Linked DNA regions of Sus scrofa: region 1 is linked to region 2. Evidence: chromatin contacts called from public HiChIP or PLAC-seq data. All regions are on one chromosome and are shown on one strand. Each heading gives the region's core, a stretch centred on a gene start, on an enhancer-like site or on the middle of the called end of the contact. The rest is flanking DNA. Distances are from core to core; before and after follow the strand shown.

Evidence for each region. HiChIP or PLAC-seq counts read pairs in DNA pulled down with a chosen protein or histone mark.
Region 1: an H3K27ac HiChIP or PLAC-seq map of alveolar macrophages shows a contact between it and region 2. The contact joins two enhancer-like sites. A contact is called at or near these places in 1 of 5 promoter capture datasets (liver), 10 of 47 Hi-C or Micro-C datasets (alveolar macrophages, embryonic fibroblasts, epiblast stem cells and 7 more) and 1 of 2 datasets of contacts at active chromatin or transcription factors (alveolar macrophages).

What each region holds. Positions count from the first base shown.
Region 1 is chr11:6,030,884-6,034,118 of Sscrofa11.1, reverse strand. No RefSeq gene overlaps it. Among named protein-coding and RNA genes, the nearest start is that of MTUS2, 6.3 kb to the left of the region's middle. Within about 2 kb of position 1,393, at least 18 of the 83 cell types and tissues checked have an H3K27ac peak or open chromatin away from gene starts, as enhancers often do. A contact at or near this core is called in alveolar macrophages and fetal liver, where this site is marked.
Region 2 is chr11:5,649,500-5,652,639 of Sscrofa11.1, reverse strand. FLT1 (vascular endothelial growth factor receptor 1) reads left to right here. Exons shown (of 30, transcript XM_021065525.1): 18 at 2,020-2,124. Among named protein-coding and RNA genes, the nearest start is that of FLT1, 150 kb to the left of the region's middle. Within about 2 kb of position 1,354, at least 8 of the 83 cell types and tissues checked have an H3K27ac peak or open chromatin away from gene starts, as enhancers often do. A contact at or near this core is called in alveolar macrophages and fetal liver, where this site is marked.

The DNA of each region.
Region 1 (3,235 bases), core at 144-2,643, 380 kb before region 2:
TGCAGCTACATGGACAGACTTAAAAGATTCTCATACTAAGTGAAGTAAGTCAGAAAGAGAAAGACAAATACCGTAAGATATCACTTGTATGTGGAATCTCAAATATGATGCAAATGGACATATCTATGAAACAAAAGCAGACCCACAGACATAGAGAAGAGACTTGTGGCTGCCAAGGGGGAGGGGAGGGAGGAATGGAGTGGGAGTTTGGGGTTAGCAGACGCAAACTATGATTCATAGGGTGGATAAACAACAAGCTCCTACTGGAGTTCCCCTCATGGCTCATTGGAAAGGAATCTGACGAGCATCTCTGAGGACGCAGGTTCAATCCCTGGCCTCACTCAGTGGGTTAAGGATCCAGCATTGCCGTGAGCTGTGGTGTAGGTCGCAGACGCGGCTCGGATCTGGCATTGCTTTAGCTGTGGTGTAGGCTGATGGCTACAGCTCCGATTTGACCCCTAGCCTGGGAACCTCCATATGTTGAAGGTGTGGACCTAAAAAGACAAAAAAAAAAAAAAAAAAAAAAGAAAGAAAGAAAAAAAAAAGGGTCCTACTATATAGCACAGGTCACTCTGTTCAACATCCTGTAATAAATCATAATGGAAAAGAATATGAAAGAGAATCTACGAGTATAAATGAGTCACATTGCTAGACAGCAGAATCTAACAGCTCTGTTACCCCAAACACAGCAGCCCAAAGGCAGAAATTATCAAACCGCCATCCTGTCCTTCAGATTCTGCTTTTAGAAAGTAGCCAAGGATCGAAAACAAAGTCTAAGTCCAGCAGCAGATGGCTCTGGAGAATATATACATATATATATTTGAAAATTAAATAAAATAAATAAAAAAATTTTTAATTAAATAAATAAAACTAAATTTGAAAATATATTCCCTAGGTAATCCCCCCATGTCCAGTGAAATGAAAAATAGCCAGATATACAGAACCCGGAAATTGGAGTAATTAGGTCCTTTAAAGCCTAGACAAAAATACCATTAAAGTGTAGGTCTATTCAATAATTTTTAATTGTAAAGAATATTTAATACACGGTAATGAATATTACATGATGACACAATAAAATAATATCACCAACTGTTCAAAATGTTGTTTCTGTGTTACTTGACATCCTAGATCTGGATACTAAGGTTTGTGATGGTTTTGAAACAAAACCCATCTACCTACAAGGCAATTCATTTTGAAATCGGCTATTCAAACTTGCAACAGCTTTCAAAGCACAGAGGGAGAATATCAATGATTCAACTATGGCCTCAAATTGGATTTTGCAATCGGTGATTTGGGAGAAGTTTGGGCGCAACTTTTGAGGCAGCGCTAACCGCTCGTGTGGCCAGCAGAGGGCAACAGGACCCACGGAAAAGGGGCGAGAGCCTCAGCCAGGGGTTTCGATCAGGCTGCCCAGGAGGGGGCGCCCAGGCCACGGCCAAGGGGAAGGACGCTTCCGGGCCACGAAGAGCACGGGGGTGGGGGGTGGGGGGGGGGGGGGGTGAGGGCGGGGGCGGGAGGGGGGGACAGTGAGGAACGGAAAGATGGGTCCCTCTTCCCTTGAAGGCACCTCAAGTCCGCTCCTCTGGACCGCTCTTGCCCGGAGGCTGTGGGGACCCCCCTCCCTCCCTCCTTCCCTCTACTCATTCAGGACTCTGTTCAGGGGTCCCCCCCATGGGGGAGGCCTCCGCCAGCTAAAACAACACCCTTATTTTCCCTCAGGCACTGATCGCTGTCACCCGCAGTATTGCATCAGTCTGCAGTGGTGGGTCTGCACTTGACTAGAATGTTCGTGGGAGCAGGAATCTTGAGCTTCTGGTCCACGACTCTGCCCCCAGCCCCTGGAACGGTGCCCAGCACGTGTAAACACTGGAATGTTGAAATGAGAGTATGCTACACAACCTATTGATGAGACAAAAGGAAAGACCAGAGAACCAGGGCAGAGCCTGAAGGGTGTGCCCATCAGATCCGCCGGCAGGATGGAACGGATCCCTTTACCTGCGTGCAGATTTGTTCCGCACACAGAATGCCCCCCTCGCGTAGAACCATCGCGTTTTCTCGCTGCCTAGTCGGTAGTACTCTTACAACATCCTGGTGGAACTTTTTCTCACCCCTTTTATGAGTTAAATAAATAAAGCCCAGAAGAATTCTCGCTGTGGCCCAAGAATCTGTAGTGGCTCTGCTACCGAGGCACGGGTTCAATCCCTGGCCCTGCCCAGTGGGTTAAGGATCTGGCATTGCTGCAACCTGTGGTGTAGGTTGTAATTGTGGCTCAGAGTCAATCATGGGGACTTCCATGTGCCGAGGGTGCTGCCATTAAAAAAACAAGAAGTAAAAAGAAAAAGATAAAAGTAAAGGATCTTACTACAAGTCACGTGAAAGAACAGAGAGGACCAGCACCCAAGCAAGACCGACTCTTATCGCCGTGCTCTGAGATCACGTTGTTCCAAACATAGGGTCTGCAACCTGAGCCTTTTGTCCTATCCCCAGGGTCAGCAGTATAGACTTAGTCACCACAGCACCTTGGGAAGGGATTCAGCATGTTTGCAGAGACCAGTCAGCTTTGCCATGGACTCCGTTCAGGGTCCGTGTATCAATCGTTCTCTAGAAATAAACCCCAGCACATGATGCTTCGGAGCAAGTGCATACTGAATGTCAAGAAAAAAGACAGAGGGCTGCGTTGTCAAAGACGCGGCTGCCATCCGGCGTTGCCATGGCTGTGGTGTAGGCTGCAAACTGCAGCTCCAATTCAGCCCCTAGACTGGGAACCTCCACAGGCCGCGGCTGCCGCTCTAAAAGGAAAAAAAAAAAAAAAAAAAGGCTTGGTTTGGTATCTCCTTGGCCCTAAAGGATGTAATTAATTGTGTGCTAAGAGGAAATGACATTTTTTTGCCTCTGAAAATTATCTTACATTTTGAAAATGTATTGACTTTGCTGGTTCTGAGACCAAATCATATGAAAACTACATGCTTTTTTCTGTCAATGATTTAAGAAAAAAACCCTAAACTCGTATTTTACTATTAGAACTGCAGAGTTCTTCTCTGTCTGATCACCATTTAGACTCACTGGGTTAAGGAGCTGGTGGTGTCACTGCTGTGGCTAAGTTCACGGCTGTGATGCAAGTTCAGTCCTGGCCCAAGAACTTCTACGTGCAGCCAAAACAATAAATAAATAAAAATGAAATAAAATAAAAATCACCATTTAAATCACAAATTACACCTGGCATGCATAATTCTCA
Region 2 (3,140 bases), core at 105-2,604:
GGAAAGCACTGCAGAAGAAAAAGTGTTCTTTCAGCCTAAAAAGCAAGAGAAGCCTCTAACCAAAAGGCACCAATTTTTGCAAATCTGGAGGAGGCGTCCTGTCCTGGATTTCGGGGTCCGCTGGAGGCTCTCTGACTTAAGCAAGGGTCCCGCTGGCGCTGTCTCTTGCACACTTTTATCAGAAACAGGGAGCGTGCTCTGGGGGAAACGGCGTCTATCAGCCTCTCCAGGCGCACATTTGACGGGGTGGTGGGGGGCAGGTCATTTCACCAGTGTCCCCTCCTAAGGCAGGGTGACAGCTCTAGAGGCTCCTGTGACAACACTGGTGGCAGCGCTCTTGCCGCGTCCTAGCTGGACGCCTGGGGAGCTTGCTGGCCGAAAGCGCTAAGCAGTGGCGAGGAGACGCCCTCCTCACTGAGCAGGTGGGGAGCAGAGTGTGCAGCTTCTAGGATGACAGGGAAGCAAGAACACTTCATGGCAGACTGTCCACGAATCTTAAAGACAAGCCAACAACAAACTGTCCTCTGGGGACGGGGCTGGCGACTGAGGCGGGAGGGCAGGTTAGCTCACTGAAGGCCCAGCATCAGAATACATGGCTCCGTGGGAGAGAAGCTGCTGTGCTCAAGTAACGCTCTCAGCACCGGGCCGGGGCATCGGGTCGGCTTCCTCCTCCCCATCCCCAACCCTCAAAATCAGAAAAGAGTGACCACTTCGGCTCCCTCTTCCTTCTGGCAGAAGGGGTGTTATTTCCCTAGGTTCTGTTTAGCTGTTTCCTGGTGGTTAGTAGGAAGCCCTGATAGGAGTTCCCGTTGTAGTGCAGCAGGTTAAGGACCCAACTAGCATCTGTGAGGTTTTGGGTTCAATCCCTGGCCTCACTCAGTGGGTTAAGGATCTGGCATTGCCATGAGCTATGGTATAGGTCACAGATGAGGCTTGGATCTGACGTGGCTGTGGCTGTGGTATAGGCCAGCAGCTGCAGCTCCAACACAACACAGCCCAGAACTTCCACATGCTGCAGGAGTGGCCCTAAAAAGGGGGAAAAAAAGGAAGCCCCGATAGAAAAGGTGGTGGCTGAGGTGTCCTCCCCCCAGAACCCTGTCCAGGTGACCATCGCAGGGACCCCTCTGCTTCCCCTTGCCTGAACGAGACCTGCTGAGAGCATCTCGCAAATTCTCAAGTGCGGCTCTTCATTTTGCACTAATACACAGGGGAGCCTCATGCACCAAGCACCAGGCCAGGTTCTGGGACGATGCTGACACGGCCGCTGCCCCTGAGCCCAGCTGTCTTGTGCACGGGGAGACGAGAACCACGTCAACAGTTATTACAACACATCGTGGCGGGGAGGAGACTTTGCTTCGTTATTGTGTTTGGCAACCACCTCTCTGTGGTTGAAAGAAATTACTTCCAGTGGTTGATAGGCCCATGTGCTGAGCCGTGACGATTTGTAATCACTGTGTAAAGACATGTTAGAAATACTGAGGATATGCGGCCTGGCAGGGAAGTCTGAGAAAAGACTTGGTGATTCTGTTTGGTTGCTCTGCAGCTCTTATACCACTACCATCAACAGCAGTGACGCTCTGCCCAGTTTCTTCCCCTTGCTGAAAACAGAGCAGAAGAAATAACTTGGCAGGGCAGGGAGAGGCGCGTAGGTGAAACTGAGGGAAATGTGCGCAGTACTAAGGTTAGTGAACGAGGGCAAAGACCGCCCAGGACCTGGCAGCCTCTCCCCTCGAGAAGGACTCGGTCAAGGAGGAAACGGGCCATCCCCCTGCGCCAAAGGCCTGCCTGGAGCCTAGCCTGGCGGTGAGGGACGAGGGCAACGCAGAACGCAGTCGAGCTGGAAGGAAGGTGCCCAGAGACCTGCCCCTGACTTTGACACTTTTGGGGTCAGTTCATTGGCGGCTCCGTTCACAGCCACGGGCCAGGCACACACACACCGGGGAAAGGCCCTTCCTTCTAAAAGAGACCAAGTCCTCCTGCTCGCTGGGCAGACAAACCAATGTCTTCTTTTCATTGCAGGCAAATCACTGGGAAGAGGGGCTTTTGGGAAAGTGGTCCAGGCATCTGCCTTTGGCATTAAGAAATCACCCACGTGCCGGACGGTAGCTGTAAAAATGCTGAAAGGTACGTATGCTCTAGTTTGGCTTTCAACTCACCCGTGACGTACTCTCAAGCTTGGTTTAAGCTGGACGTGGCCTAGGAAGAGACAGAAGCTATTTCTGCTCTGGCCACATAACTCTCTTCTGCCGGAAGACCCCTGACCTCCGGGGCTTTAGATTAGGCCGGCAAGAGCTCAGAATAAACCCCGTAAACGAAACAGTCCAGCACCATCCATGGGAAAATGATTTCTGTCACCTCAAAGATCTGTCTCCTGCAACGTCCCAGACTCGAGACTACCAGATGTAAGCCCACTGGAACCACAGGTTCAAATGTGCAGAATGATCCATTGTGCTGTTATCATGGAAACTTTGCTGTACATCTTCAATTTCAAAGGCTTAGCGGGAGATTGACCCAACTACAAAATGAAACCCGTGACGCCAGAACACCTGACTTGTTTGGAACTTGAAGCTGTTTTATGGTGTCAAGTCCCTCCCATAAGACACGTCCTCTTTATTTATTTATTTTATTTTATTTTTTGCTCTCCAGAGCAGCACCTGTGGCATGTGGAAAGTGCCAGGCTAGGAGTCGAATCGGAGCTACAGCGGCTGGCCTACATCACAGCCACAGCCACGCCAGATCTGAGCCGTATCTGCAACCTACACCACAGGTCACAGCAACACCAGATCCTTCACCCACTGAGCAAAAAGCCAGGGATCCAACCCGCAGCCTCATGGATGCTAGTCGGGTTTGTTAACCGCTGAGCCACGAAGGGAATTCCTAGAACATGTCCTCTTTAGAAACTTAAAAATATATACATATATTTCTACTGCTGAAGATACTTCCACTCTGACGTACTGGGAGGCGGGCCAGCTCGCGCCTGATTTAGGGGCACTTCCTAAGACCGCGGGAAAAGGAAAATCACTGAAAACCGCGTCAGCCCGAGCCCACCTCCAAGACTCACAGGTCCTTTAAAGTATAGCAGAGATTTTCCTGTCTTCACCGTGATGACATCGTCACGTTCCTTCCACGTGCTGGAAGAT